Regions from separate parts of the Macaca fascicularis genome. Here region 1 is linked to region 2. A link is a contact called in public Hi-C data. All regions are on one chromosome and are shown on one strand. The core of a region is the stretch at or near the end of the contact, and the rest is flanking DNA. Distances in the headings are between cores, read along the strand shown.

The links. A called contact is a pair of places that touch in the nucleus more often than the background predicts.
Region 1: a contact with region 2 is called in a Hi-C map of liver, with 3 times the contacts expected there. The contact joins the promoter of NFIL3 here to the enhancer-like site in region 2. A contact is called at or near these places in 2 of 2 Hi-C or Micro-C datasets (liver and skeletal muscle).

Annotation. Positions count from the first base shown.
Region 1 is chr15:121,704,557-121,711,863 of T2T-MFA8v1.1, forward strand. NFIL3 (nuclear factor, interleukin 3 regulated) reads right to left here and starts at 2,977. Exons shown (of 2, transcript XM_065530804.2): 1 at 2,617-2,977.
Region 2 is chr15:121,488,376-121,495,015 of T2T-MFA8v1.1, forward strand. All of the region lies in intron 1 of LOC135967491 (a long non-coding RNA gene), which reads right to left. Among named protein-coding and RNA genes, the nearest start is that of AUH, 160 kb to the right of the region's middle. Within about 2 kb of position 1,331, at least 4 of the 6 cell types and tissues checked have an H3K27ac peak or open chromatin away from gene starts, as enhancers often do. A contact at or near this core is called in liver, where this site is marked.

The DNA.
Region 1 (7,307 bases), core at 1,727-4,226, 220 kb after region 2:
CAAAAGCCAAGAACAGAAGATGGCACTTGACCATTCCCCGCTGTTCTCAGAGAACAGCAGTTTCCTAAAGTGTCCTTTAAAAACATAAATGGGAGCCAGCATCCAGCAAATCACCGGGCGCTGCGAAATGCCTTCCTAAAAATACAATCTTATCAAAGGTCTCCGAAGGCGTGTAGTTAAAACTACAGCAAATGGCCTTGAACTTGTATTTGCACACAGCCCTAGAGAAAACACCAGAAATAGCACTGCGAGGCCACAATTGTTAAAATGTGATAGGGCTAAATTTAGAAGAACGCGCGTTTCATTTAGGGCAAAAGACACACATTCGGCAGCATGAGCAAACTCCATGCTTACCCGGTTGTCTACTTTCCTGTTTAAAATATCCTTAAGAAAAAAAAAACTGTTATAGTGACATTCTTAAAGGCTGAGACTGTCCTACTTTCTTTGTAGCAAGATTATAAAATCACGTAATTAGCTCCCTCTCTATGCTCACTGCCAGCAAATTCGGCAGTTACATAATGCAACATTTCCAGGAAACTATTATGTGATTTGTCTTGTCGTGTCTGAAAAAGCGATGACAATAAGGTGAGAAAAAGGGCTGATCGAATGGAATGCATTAAAATTAGGAAGGTGGGGAGGTAAACGTCACAATGGTTCGTCCCAGATTTAAAAATAACAGCTGAGAACATTGAAAGGGCGAACCCCAGTAGTACCCAAGATCAGAATTCAACCCGAGCAATTCTTGCTTTTAGGTTTCGTAGTATCGTTTTAAAACCTGTTTATTTGGGACGTAATATAGACGTAAATAACGATCTAATATCCAACGCTGCGCCTCAATTACCAAATCATTGCACACATACGCGCATATTCCCACATCAGCCCGCAATCCTTGCCAACATTTCACCGTGGGCAGATTATGCAATGTATGAAAGGACAAATCCCACAACCTTCCCGAGGGCTTGTAAAACACGCTGACGACAAACAGGGTGGAAAACGTCTGTGCAGGCACAGCCCCTGACACAAACAAACGCCGCGCAGGCATTCTCCGAATGCCGTCACCGTTCACGCTACCAACCCGTTTTCTCACCAAGCAAATCAAGACTATTCCCCATTCCTCAACCCCCAATTCCTCTCCCCTCTACGCCGCCAGCCCCAGAGAAGGAACGAGAAAGGAAGACACTAGAGAGGAAAGAGCATCTTCCCGCTCGGAGAGGGCTCAGCCTGCCTGGCGCTCTTCTCTACCAAAACATCAATTTTCCTGAAATCAGGAGACATTATGCAACAGCAGCGGGGGGAGAGCGCAAACCAGCCAGGACTACGTGCCGGCGCGAAGGCGCTGCAATCAAAGCAGCCACCTTAAGGTGGCGAGTCCCATCCTGACAAGGCAGCAAAAGTTTATGTAATGAATGCCCCGCGCGCACTCGCCGCTGCTGGCGAGCCCAGCTTACAGCCCGACCCCGCACACTGCGCGGCCAGCACCCCGCGCCCGCCCGCCCGCAGCGCGCCCGGGGAGCAGTCGCCGGGCCCCCGGCCGGCGGTGGGCGGAGCGCTTACCGTGTTCCTGCTCTCGGGCCGGCGAGGAGAAAGAAAGGGGCGGCCGCGAGTCGGGCCGCCGGCGCTCGGGGCTCGGGCCGGGCCGGGCCTCCGGGGCCGCGGCGGGAGGCGGGCGGCGGCGAGGGCGCGGCGCGGGAGGCGGGCGGGCGCGCCGGGTCCGCGGGCGCCGTGGCCGCGCCGAGAGATGTGTGTTAGTAGGTCAGTTCCGAGCGCCGCGCTACGTCGCCGCCCGCCAGCCCCGCGTGACTGGCGGCCGCGGCCCCAATCGCCGCGCCTGCACCCGCCCCCGGCCCGCCGCCAATGGCCGCGGCCGGCAGGGGCGGGCCGGGGCGGGCTCTCCGCGGCCACGCCCCGCCTCCCCGCCCTCAGCTCCCCCTCCGCGGCGGCGCCACTACCAGCTTGCGTCCCTCCCCGGCCAGGGCCACCGCCGTCCGAGCGCCCGCGAGGGCTGGCGCCCCATGCCCGGCGTAACGAGGGTTGCGCAACGGCCCGCGCGGCCGACACGACCGGAGCGAGCCTGCGGAGGAACCCGGGAGCCCCCAGTCCCACCGCCCCGTCCGTTCTTGGCTTCCTTCACCCTCCCGGTCGCTGCGGTGGCTCTGCGCACCCCGCGACCCTCACTCGTTCGCAGAGGCGCTTTTTGTCTTCCTGAGAGCCGCAGCCGGCCGGGCTACCTGTTGCCGACCGAGCACTGCGGGCTGCGGCTACCCGGGCGTGGCAGGGACCTCGGCCTCCCCTTCCCGGCACACTCCCGAGAGGAGCCCTACCTTGGGGTGGGCAGGAGGGAAGGCGGGGGGTGGCGGCTGGCAAGCTGCCAACACTCGGGGCGCGCTGCGGCGGGGAAGGGGTTGGCGCGGCCGGGCAGCTACGCGGGGCTGCGCGGCGGAGGCAGCGATTAAAATGCCCCGGCGCCTCTCCGGAGAGCCGCGACGGCCCGGAGCCGGGAGGGAAAGCTCCACGCACAAAACGCCGCCCCCTGCACAATTAGGGCGAAGATGACGGCTGCAAAGTTGTTGCGTAACACGACTAGGAAACGAGGCTCGCTGAGGTCCATCTACCCACCCCCGCCACGCGGGTGCGGCGTTCCTCGGAGGATGTGAAGGTCCGCGCTCCGGGTGCGCCCCACTGGGACGCCCACTGGCGTTTGGTGCTGTGGGTTGAGAGGACCGCGCGGGATCTCTTCTGTGATCTTGAGCTGATAGCTGCTTAGTGTCATTTCTGCCTCTAACTGGATACGATAGTCTTCTCTCCCAAATTCCCGGGCTACGGAAGAGAAGTAAAAAAAATGGGGAAAAGAGCACCTAGCCTCGACTTCTTAAGTCTACGCGCTGGACTGTCAAGGCACGTGGCACACTCCCTGCATTTACCGATACATGGATAGTGGGTCAGTGCTGGCCTTAGCGAAGGGAGCCATGTTACCGACAGTGACTCACAGGCTTGCCCAAATACGGAGTGTGGCAGGTGGGCAGGACCTCCACCAGCCAGCTCCCTCCTGCTCTGCTTGAACTACGTGGGGGCTGGGCCGAGTGCCTCCACGACTTTCCACTTCTTTTTTGCCCCTTTCGTTTTTAAAAAGCAATAACCAAAGTAAAGAGAAGAGCAGAGTGAACACCCAGGTACCATCCCTAGTGTCTGCCATGAGCAGCAGATCTACTCGCCAAGATTGTCTTTTCTACCTTTCCCATTCTTGCACAGTTAATATCGTAAGCACCCGAGTCATATTTAAAAATTTTTTATCACCTGTCAGTTGGGTTTTTGGTAAGCCTCCCGGGGCAGTGTTGTGGTTTTGAACGCACTCTTGTTCGTAATTTATCTGGTAATACAGCTCTATTAACAAGGCTCTGAAAACTCAGACGTACAATATGGGCTTAGCGTGTTCCCCGAAGCCATCTTCCCGGTGCTGACTAATGCAAGATCCACATCCCCTCGACCACATTTTCCAAGCTTGACTGTCTTCATGAGAACAAATCCTGATTTTAGTTTATAATCTCCACTTTTCTCATACGTATATAATAATTCAAGATGGGGTCTTACTGTGTTATCCAGGTTGGCCTGGAACTCCTGGGCTCGAAAGATCCTCCGGCCACAGCCTCCCTGGTAGTGGGATTACAGACACATGCTACTGCGCCTGGCCACTTTTCTCAAATGTACTGATAGTTTCCTTTTTGCCAAAACCTTACAATGCCTATTTATACCTTTCAAAACCTCTCCTAGATGAAATCAAAATCATTTCCATAAATCAGTTGCCTTTTCGGGGTCAGAAATGCAGCTATTGTTTAGAAATCCAGGGCTGCCCTGCATAATCTACCCTCCCCTTCACGTGTCCTCACCTTGTTGTGCATTTTGAATAATTTCATGGAATTTCAAAGTCGTTGTAGAATGGGTAGTAAATGTCTTCCTTTAAAGACAACTCGACCTTCAAGATAGGTAAAGAAGGTGCCGGGAGCCACCCCAGGCGGTGATGCTGGAGGAATTCTCTCAACCTGGAAACGTATTCTTTATGCTGAATTTTGAAATTGGATGCTCCTAGAATTACTTGGAGTATTTTAGATTGTGTATGTATTATATTTGTGCATCATTCCCTGTTACCATCTAACTTGGAAATCAGAGGAAGTGCAAAAGGTGTCTGAGATAGCAGCTTAGAAAATAACTCTTTAGCTCCTCCTGGTGATTAGGAAACCACTAAACAATAGGATGAAGGATCTGTCCCCAGGGCCCAAGTGATGATGTGTCTAATATATATCCTAGAACATTCACAGAGTAGGTAAGTATTTGCAGATTAACCCGAGTAAATGGAGCATAAAAACCTAAGATATTTGACACAAATTAACCAGGATAGGGAGGCTTCTAGGAAGACATCAGCCTGTGCCTGCTGGTGGAGCTGGGCTGTGAGGTTCTCAGGAGGAGGAGGAAGGGGTTCTTGCTCTTAGCAACCTCTCAGTGCTGGGGGTGGATGGCGGGCAGGGGCAAGGGAGGAGGTGGCTGGGACAGGGATGAGAACTACCAGCAGAAGACAATCAACCACATTCTAATTCATTTTATTATACTGCCAACATGGTTTCTGACTAAGCAAATATAAGAGCTATAGCTTGAGAACAGAATGACTAAAACAGTGACTTCTTACTAAAATGGGAATTTACTAGGAATTTGTAATTTAGTAATGATTTAATTTAATATAGTAATAATTGTTCTACAGCTGCAGAATGTTTTGAGCTGGAACATCCCTAAGAGGCCATATATATATATCCCAGGGATTTTACAGTGGACCTCGCTAGGCAGGAGTAGCTGTAAAATCAGATGGGTAATGAGAATTCAGGACGTTAGCCACACATGGACTGTGGCAAAAAGAAGATGACCCATTGAAGAATACTAGTTTTCAGCTCTCATCAATTGCTGTTTCCAGGACCCCACAGCTCCAATTATTCAAAAGAATGTTGACCTTTTTTTTGGTGAAATATCCTGATTTTCAGGTTAGGCAAGCAATTCATTAAAAAATAAAAGACTGCAGAGCCCACAGCTCCAATTATTCAAAAGAAAGTTGACTTTTTTTTTTTTTTTGGTAAAATATCCTGATTTTCAGGTTAGGCAAGCAATTCATTAAAAAATAGAAGACTGCCGAACTTACCTGCCCGGAGGCTGGACAGTCTGAGTCCTCTCACAGAGGAGTTCTACAGAGATGTCCTGGTAACGGGGCAGAGAGGGGGGACTCAGTGACTAAAAGGCAGGCTGCCTACCTGGCAACCAAATTGTGCAGCTCCACCCTATCTGTTTTGTGCATTGGATTTCTGGATTTCTTTGTTGAAAAACTTTGATAGCTAAAAGCCCTTTGGTGACCTCCTGTCTGGTCTGGTGACCAGCAGCCTGCATCAGGGCTCCTGTGTGCCAGGACCATTTTCTTTCCACTGTAGTATGTTTATGGACCATCTTGTGTCTTTTTATTAAACTCCAGGAACAAAAGTTCAGTTTCTAGGAATCCATAGCATATAGTTTTTGTTGTTGTTGTTGTTGTTGTTGTTGTTGAGACAGGATCTTGCTCTGTTGCCCACACTGGAGGGCAGTGGCGTGACCACAGCTCACTACAGCCTTGATCCCCCCAGGCTCAAGCAATCCTCCAACCTCAGCCTTCCAAGTAGCTGGGACTACAGGTGCACACTACCATGCCTTGCTAATTTTTTAATTTTTTTTTTTTTTTTTTTTTTAGAGTCGGTGTCTCTCTGTGTTGCTCAGGCTGGTCTCAAACACCTGGGCTCAAGCAGTCCTCCCACCTTGGCCTCCCAAAGTGCTGGAATTACAGGTGTAAGTCACAGCACCAGACCTGTTTTGTTTTCAAGTGGAGGCTTTAAGATGTGAGCTAGCATGGTAGCCTTAGTGAGGTTCTCCTCCCCACGCCCATCAGTGTGTGCTTTGTGCTGGGATTTTGGCTTTGATGCAGTGAGTCATTGACTGTTGAGGCAGAAACTTCCTGGAATGATATTTCTTTCCTTCACTCATGCACTTTTATTTCTGGTCTTTATGCCATTTTTAATCTTTCACCTCTGTCTTCCTCTTCCACTTTGCCTTTTCTTGTAATTTTTCTACCTTTGTTGACCTTTTATCTTTTTAAATTTCTTTCTCTTGATTTACTCTATTGATTCTTTTTTCCTTTGGCCTTTCTCCAGTCATTCAGATCCTCATTACTCCCTGGGATTCCTTCATTCCACCAAACGTCCACTTTTCTCTTTGCTCTTGCCACCTACCTATCCCAGCCACAACCTAGACATTGTAGTTTTTAAGATTTCCACTCTGTCTTCCAGCCTCTGCCTCTCAGGCCCCTAACTTTGCCACGTGGTTCCATTAGCAGGAGTTCTATCAGCATGCTTGGCCTTCTTTTTCAAAAACTAGCTTTTGTGGGAAATTGGGTAATAGATGGTCAAATAACATTCCCTGTAGACGCGATGGCTTTAAAGTGTGGGAAGCCAAAATGTTTCCTATTAAGCAGCTCTTGCTCAAGCTAAGAAAGAAATTAGATCTCTACACCAACGACATGATTTCCCCAGACAAAAGCAGCTGATGGTCTGAATACATCTCAAAGCATTTCCAAAGGACCCAGGAAAAGACCAGAAAGAGGTGATTTTGCAAAGAAGAGAAAATGTTGCAAGTACACTGTTACAAAAACTGAAACGTGTCTTTAAATTCAGCCACAACAGATGGCACACATTTCAGTAAGCATTTTTATTCATTCAGATTAAATGGTATATGTGAGTAAGGGTGCCAAAATAAGGGACATTAACAAAAAAAGGTGGGTAGGAAGCAAGAGAATACACTAAAAATGGTCAAGACTGTGGGAGCAGCTAATCGTGTTCATTGCAACATCTTGGCGATGGAGCAAGCATTGTGGCAGCACTCAGCCAGCAACTGGGACACAGCTAGCAGGGCTATGAGTATATGAAATAGAAAATTGTGAAATACGTTCTAACAAAAATCATTTCACCAGGAATAAGACATGACAGGTCCACATTGCAATCCAGTTCAAATCAACGAAGTAAAGCTTATCTAAACATTTTTGTGAAGTCATGCACAGGATAGTTTACTGGAAAGAGCTACACAGCTGCAACTGAGAAGCTGGGATTCTAGTGCATTCTGTACCCCACACTCACCAAGGGGATCATTTCACGTCTCTGAATGTCCATTCCTTCATCTGAAACCCGAGGGAGCCGACCAGATGCTCAGCCGCATTCCTTCTCTCATTAGCGTGGGTCGACTAACATGCCACC
Region 2 (6,640 bases), core at 81-2,580:
CTGAACCAAGGGGGTAGTTTCAGGTCTCCAAGTGGTGTTTAGAGAATGCACTAAAAACAGTCACAGGCAGCTGGCATTTTAAATGCCCATTAAACAACTATTAATATATTTTATTTATAAGCTGAGAACCACACAAAAAAAATGCCCTTGGCTTTTTTAAAAGAAGTTCAAATAATCCCTTGTATTTAAATAGATTTCTTATAAAAAGGCGATGCAGCCTAAGTTTGGTAGTTAAGATAAAAATTAACCTATGGAAAAGAAAGCCAGCTCAGAACGCTATAAAAAGCCCCTTCCCCCACGTCTTTCTTCCGGTGTATGGCCGCCCTCCCCTCCCTCTGCAGCCACTTGGTAGTGACTCACGCCTTTCTTTGGAAATGCAGTTGCTGCGTGAAACACAACGTGAGAATGGGAATCTGACATATGAGTAACCCGGCCGAGAGGCACCTCTTGGAAATGACACTGGGCCTTGGCTAGAATTACGCACAGGCCCTGGGAGGGCTGCGGCTCGTAGGCCCGTAGGGGGCAGGGTGAGGGCGGAGGTCTTGGCGCCCCCAGGCCTGACCCGCCCGCACCGCCGGGCTATTTTTAACTTCCACTAAACTTAGCCAACTCCACCCTCTTGAATAATCCAGACCTTAAAATGCTATTTTTCTCCAACAGGTCAAAAGAATTCTGCGAGTTAGAGCGCAGATTAAGTTGCTAGTGACAGGCACTGAAGGTTTGAGAACCGAGAAAATGAGCCGGTGACGGGGAGCGCGTCCTCAGCGGCCAGGCCCGGCAGGGGGCTCGGGCACTCGGGGCACACGGTGGTCGTCGCCGTGTCTCAGCAGGACCCTATGCGCTGGAGAGCTCCGGGCCGCGAGGCGCGCAGCAAGGAGGCCTCTGGCTTCTCTATTTTTGGCCTCTGAACGTTTTCCAAAATAATTACCAAAAGGAAATACAAACGCACACATGGACCAAACACACAAAACGTCCTTCTGCGGGAAGCCAGCACTAGGAAAGAAAAAAAAAAAAAATCCGAAGTGAAATTATGACACAGGGTTTTGTAACCCGCGGTGGCGCGCTTCTGAAACCCGAGCCCGGCAGCGGCTTCTTATCTGCACCGCGTTCCAGGAAGCAGCCAGCCTTTCGGCCGCGCAGGGGCCGCCGCCGCACGTAGGCAGCGTCCCCCGGCCCGGGACCCGCAGGAATGCGAGGGGGAAGACAGATCGCCGGAGGAGCAGGGGTCAGAAGTCAGTGTTTAAGCACTCACTGGCTTTCGGTGAAGCCGGAATGTGAGCAGCGAGTCGGGGTGGGGGGCCTTGGGGTTGCACACGCTTGCTCTAAGCACCGAGGCTCAGCCGAGTACATGCACAACCCTCTGGATGCAGCGGAAAGTCGTATGGCTTAGGGCCGCACCCCGAACTTCACCGCACCCGCCGCTGCGCCATTTACAACCCCCCATCCCGTCACTGCTGTCACGAAGCAATCAAGAGTTAAAGGTTATCACAGTCTGTTCTTCGAAGGAAAGAATTGGAATCAAGGACTTTGGACGGAAGTTGGTAAATTGCCGCTTCCTCCCTCCTGTTCTTGTTTAACTTCTCACAAGAACATGTGGCAGCGCTGCAGGTTAACTCATCTTACATAACTTCGGGGTCATGTCAACTGTTCAGAAGAAAGAAAAACAAGTATTCCCTTCTTTAGAAGTTGTATTTAGAAATAGACACTGTTGTTTAGGACAAGTTCACTTGTGTGGCCTGATCACTTGCAGCAGAAAATCTTAGACCTGCTCCTCAAGCAACCAAAACTGGGGGCTCCCATTTCCATTTTTCTTTTTCTTTCTTTCTTTTCTTTCTCTCTTTTTCTTTTTCTTTCTCTCTTTCCTTTTTTCTTTCTTTCCTCCATCCTTCCTTTCTCTTTCTTTCCTCTTTTCTTTCCCTCTCTCCCTTCTTTTTTTTCCTTCCTTTCTTCCCCCCCTCCCCCTCCCGTCCCCTCCCCTCCCGTCCCCTCCCCTCCCCTCCCCTCTCCTCTCCTCTCCTTTCTTTTTCTCAGTCTTGCTCTGTCGCCCAGGCTGGAGTGCAGTAGCACGATCTCAGCTCACTGCAACCTCCGTTTCCTGGGTTCAAGCAATTCCCCTGCCTCAGCCTCCTGAGTAGCTGGGACTGCAGGTGCACACCACCAGGCCCAGCTAATTTTTTGTGTTTCAGGAGACACTGGGTTTCATCATGTTGGCCAGGATGGTCTCAATCTCCTGACTGCGTGATCCACCTGCCTCAGCCTCCCAAAGTGCTGGGATTACAGGTGTGAGCCACCACGCCCAGCCAGGCTCCCATTTTTCTGAATATGAACTTCAAAGTAGTTTGAGGAGCCCAACATAAGAGTAACTGGACAATTGTCTTCCTCTGAGAAAACAAAATGACACCAACATGAATCAAATGATGATTTGGTATTTCATTAAACACAACTCTTACAGCACCAGGAAGATAGTAGCCCATCTGTGCCAAGTGTATTTACTCGGTGGCAATAGGGATTTGGAGAATCTTGCATTGTGATTTGCTGGGGTCCACAAGCCACACATCGTGTGTCTGGCCACCCTGCGTGTCCAAAGGTGAACAAAGAAATGCACTAATAACCTAGAGACACAGGGACAAGGACACCCGTGTGGCTGTCTGCTGGAATTGAAAGCCAGGTGTGGCAGGCTTCTACCCCACTCCAATCACGATGTCCTAATGAGGGCAACCAATTACCAATTACCGATTACCGCACCTCCCCACTGGCCTAGGGCCCTCATCCTCCCCAAACATCTCTGAGCAGAGTGGCAATTAAGAGCACCCTGCTCTGTGGTGGGGAGCCTGGGAGCCGCCAAGGGCCATATCCTCCTACCACAGGGCAAGCTGGATAGCAGAGGAGAGGGGGAGATGGGAGAAGAAAGACTGAGTTCCTAAAGTCCTGAGACGGCAAGTCCAGTGGCTCCCGAAGCTGGCTAGGCACAGGGAGTCCCTTTTCCTGACTTGTTCAGTTCAAGCCGGGTCTGTCACTTGCCTCCAGAAGAGTTTTGACAGAGGTGTTGGCACCTTCTCAATGCCCTGTCTCCATGGTTGACCCACTTCCCTGACAGTGCCTTGAGCTCCTCCCTTGATCTGGCTGGTCCAGGTCCTTGCTGGTGGGGGCCATATGCTGGGGTAGACCAGAAGCCCCTTCTTGCAAGCCCTACTTCAGACAGATGCCATGCGGCTGACGTCTGGAGAGAGGGTGGACTATGAATTCCCTCCTCACATTAAATCCATGGAAGGCCACATAAGGCTTAAGGGGTCTGTTCTCAGCCCATGACAACGTCTAAGACTGCACGAACAAAAATGAAGTAGTGCACGGACCCATGACGTGATAAGACCCCAGCGGAAAAATTTTCTCCAATATTCCTCTAGGAAAGAGTCCTAGCAGCAAGAACATTGTCACGAGATTGGCCAAGTGATCAACTGCCAGGAAAACAACAGTCCCTGTCTAGTCCCTTCCCGTGATGTGAAATGTGGTGTGAGCTGGAGCCCTTGCATGCTTCGCCCCCATCTGTGAGCGGTTCCCTCCTTCACTGGGCACTGAGGCCACAGGCTGCTTTGTTCTGCAGAGCCATGCCTGGCCTCTGGAGGAAGGGATGTGACCTACAGATCTGGACTTAGAGCTGGGCAGAACCCTGGGGTGATGCTTACTGAGCAGGATGCCCAGGTTTGTGACTGTATCTAGGAGAGGCCTTAAGGCACATAGGGTCAGGGAAAGGATGGCTGATTGAGTCAAGGTTGGCCTGGGTGGCTGCTTTGTTTTTGGGTCCAGGACAGCAGCCCTCTCTTCTCCTGAAGAGATCTCCCTCCTCCAATCATAGTACCCCACCACCCTGGCCACAGGGAGGCCATATGATCTGAGCTAGGCCTATCAGAGGCCTCTCCTGGGAGTTTCTGAGTTGGAAGTGAGTGAAGAGTGTGTCCCCTCTTTCCTGCTGGGGAGCCATGCAGCTGGGAGCTGCCATCAGGTAGAGCTGGTCTACTGGGACAGGCCCAAAGGATGGAGCCACATACCAGAGACTACAGGCACATGGTGGGGAGTGGAGTGTCCTGGCAGCCCTGTGACCCCGGCTCCCCTGTCTTTACACAGTTTGGGGCTGAGAGCCAGTGAAGTTTCCTGTCGTCTAAGCTACTTTGGTTGACTTTCTGCCATCAAAATACAGTCTTCACGCACCCAGCAGTTCAGACGGCACTCAACTGCTAAGAGTCAAAGTTCAACAAAATGCAGAATTTTAGTTGTTTACCTTTTTAGTTACGTGGACTCAAAAACAAGCATCACCATAACTTTCTACTATGTGTGACAATGTAAGAGTCATATCTTTGTGGCTCCAAAAATGTTTAATAAAAGCAACCGGTATATTCAATATTTAGCTCATAAGAGCTAAGCACTGTAAAATATGTCTGACATCTTCAACAGCAAACTAGAATAAAGGTAAAATTAAAATAGGGTAGAAGAGTGTTCATGAACCAATCTCACATGAAACCCTACTCCTAAAAAAAAGGCAACTTCCAAATAGGTGTCTTGACTTCACCCAGTGGCTTTAAAATAGTTATTAATTGTGGACGCATTAAGAAGCCAAAACTCATTGTTATTTCTGAAGCACATTATTTTGAAATTCTGTTTAAATCTTCCATATTTGTATGATGAAAGTTATGTCACAAAGTTAATCATTCCCAGGATGCTTGCAGTAGGGGTAATGAAAAACTTCTTGTGCAAGCGGCCATTAATCAGCAGTGTAACATTGCATAACGTGCTCCAAAGCACGTGTCGTGGGATCAGAGTACACGGCTGCATCATGCAGGCCAGTGTCTGTGCCTCCTGCTGACCTTTTCCAGTGCAGAACTCAAACCATGTGATGTATGCTTCTTGCCAAGTCACTTATTGCCAATGATGAAGTTGGATGATATGGAGAAACATAAATTTCTTTCTTACTTTTTTTTTTTTTTGGAGTTCTAAAAGGAAGACTCTTTGAAGTCTCTGGCTTCTGGCACAGTGTTGTTGCTGGCTTGGTTGTGTTACTCTTGATCATTATTAAAAACTCTCCATTAAAACTGAAATAAAATATTTTGCTCATGTGGTTCCTGGCGTTTGCATTAGAAACAATAGGCACACCCCCACAAGAAGAGTATTTTATATGTGAGCAACGCAAAAAGTCAAAGATGCTAGCAGCCAAAGATATACGGATATCAAATCCCAATCCGTCATGTTTGATGTTCTTGAGCAATAATGTTAGCGAGAAACTGTTACTTAATCTTGCTGGTATTATCCAAAGAGAACACTTGCGAAATACTTAAGACAAACATGCTGTAATTATTACATGAATAAAGAGCTTGTGTAGCATAAACTGTTTTTGTAACATCAACACAAATTCTGTTGGAGCAGGCTAATAATTAGCCGTGGTAACAACAATGGCCACTGTGTTTGAGAAGCTCTGAGAGGTAACAGTGCTGCCAGAGGTGAGATGACTCACGTGTGTCTTCTACCCTCGAAGTGGCCTTCCTGTAGAGGGACTGTTTTCAATGACATCTTAACCTAGAAAGTCTTCTGAAATTTCACCAAGGGCTAATTATACATTCTAGTACCAACTAGAATATATCTGGTTCCCTAACATATATTGGAAATTAAATTTCATCTTATCTTCATTTTACTTTTTTTTTTTTTAAGGAAAGGACTCTTGCATTTGATTACTAGCAAACTCTTACTGTACATGAAATCCTGTTCAAGGTCTGAAAGCTCAAATTAATAAATGATTTTGTCATCACAGTCAACAGTGGAACATGAATTTAACAGTGTGGAAGAAAAGTTGTCCTAAAACATAAGACACCTATATATGCTGGAATTTCAATACTTTTTATTTTTACTACTTGAAGGCTGCATTTATGCATTGCTTTGCTTTGGTTTATGGCTGTTAGTTTAGCAACTAAGGACTGAATGAACACAGATCCCTCACAGATCATCCAACCTCATGACCAGGCAAGGGGAGCCTCAGCTGGAGCAGCCTATTTCTGTTTCCTGGGTCTAGACTCAGAGCACACATTTAAAAGACAATACAGCAGTAAATCCTCTCCTACCTTGACTACAACTAAACCTGACATTTGGGAAGTGAGGTATAGTCAACGGTTTGGGCTTTAATAATAATTCAATAAATATCAGTTTTGATGTACCAGAAGTCAGAAAGCTACCTTGTACACTTTGCCAATAACAGCCCATGGTATACATGTTTGCATTAGAATCAGCTGGGGATAGGGAAGGCATATCAGTGGGAACAGTGCAGTGAGAACCTCCAAAAAATCTGCTCCTCCATATAAACAATGAGAACATCAATAAAGATTGTAGAAAAAAAAAATTGTCAAAACTTTTTAAGAACCCCAGAAATTAGCCAAAAGCTTGCAACAATCTGAGAAGCATTTATTCAAGAAAAGTGGCTGAATCTCAATAAGAACAAGCTTTGTGGCATTTTATTTGTTTTGTTGTTGTTTGAGGCAGAGTTTTGCTTTTGTTGCCCAGGCTGGAGTACAATGGCATGATCTCGGCTCACTGCAACCTCTGCCTCCTGGGTTCAAGCAATTCTCCTGTCTCAGCCTCCTGAGTAGCTGGGATTACAGGC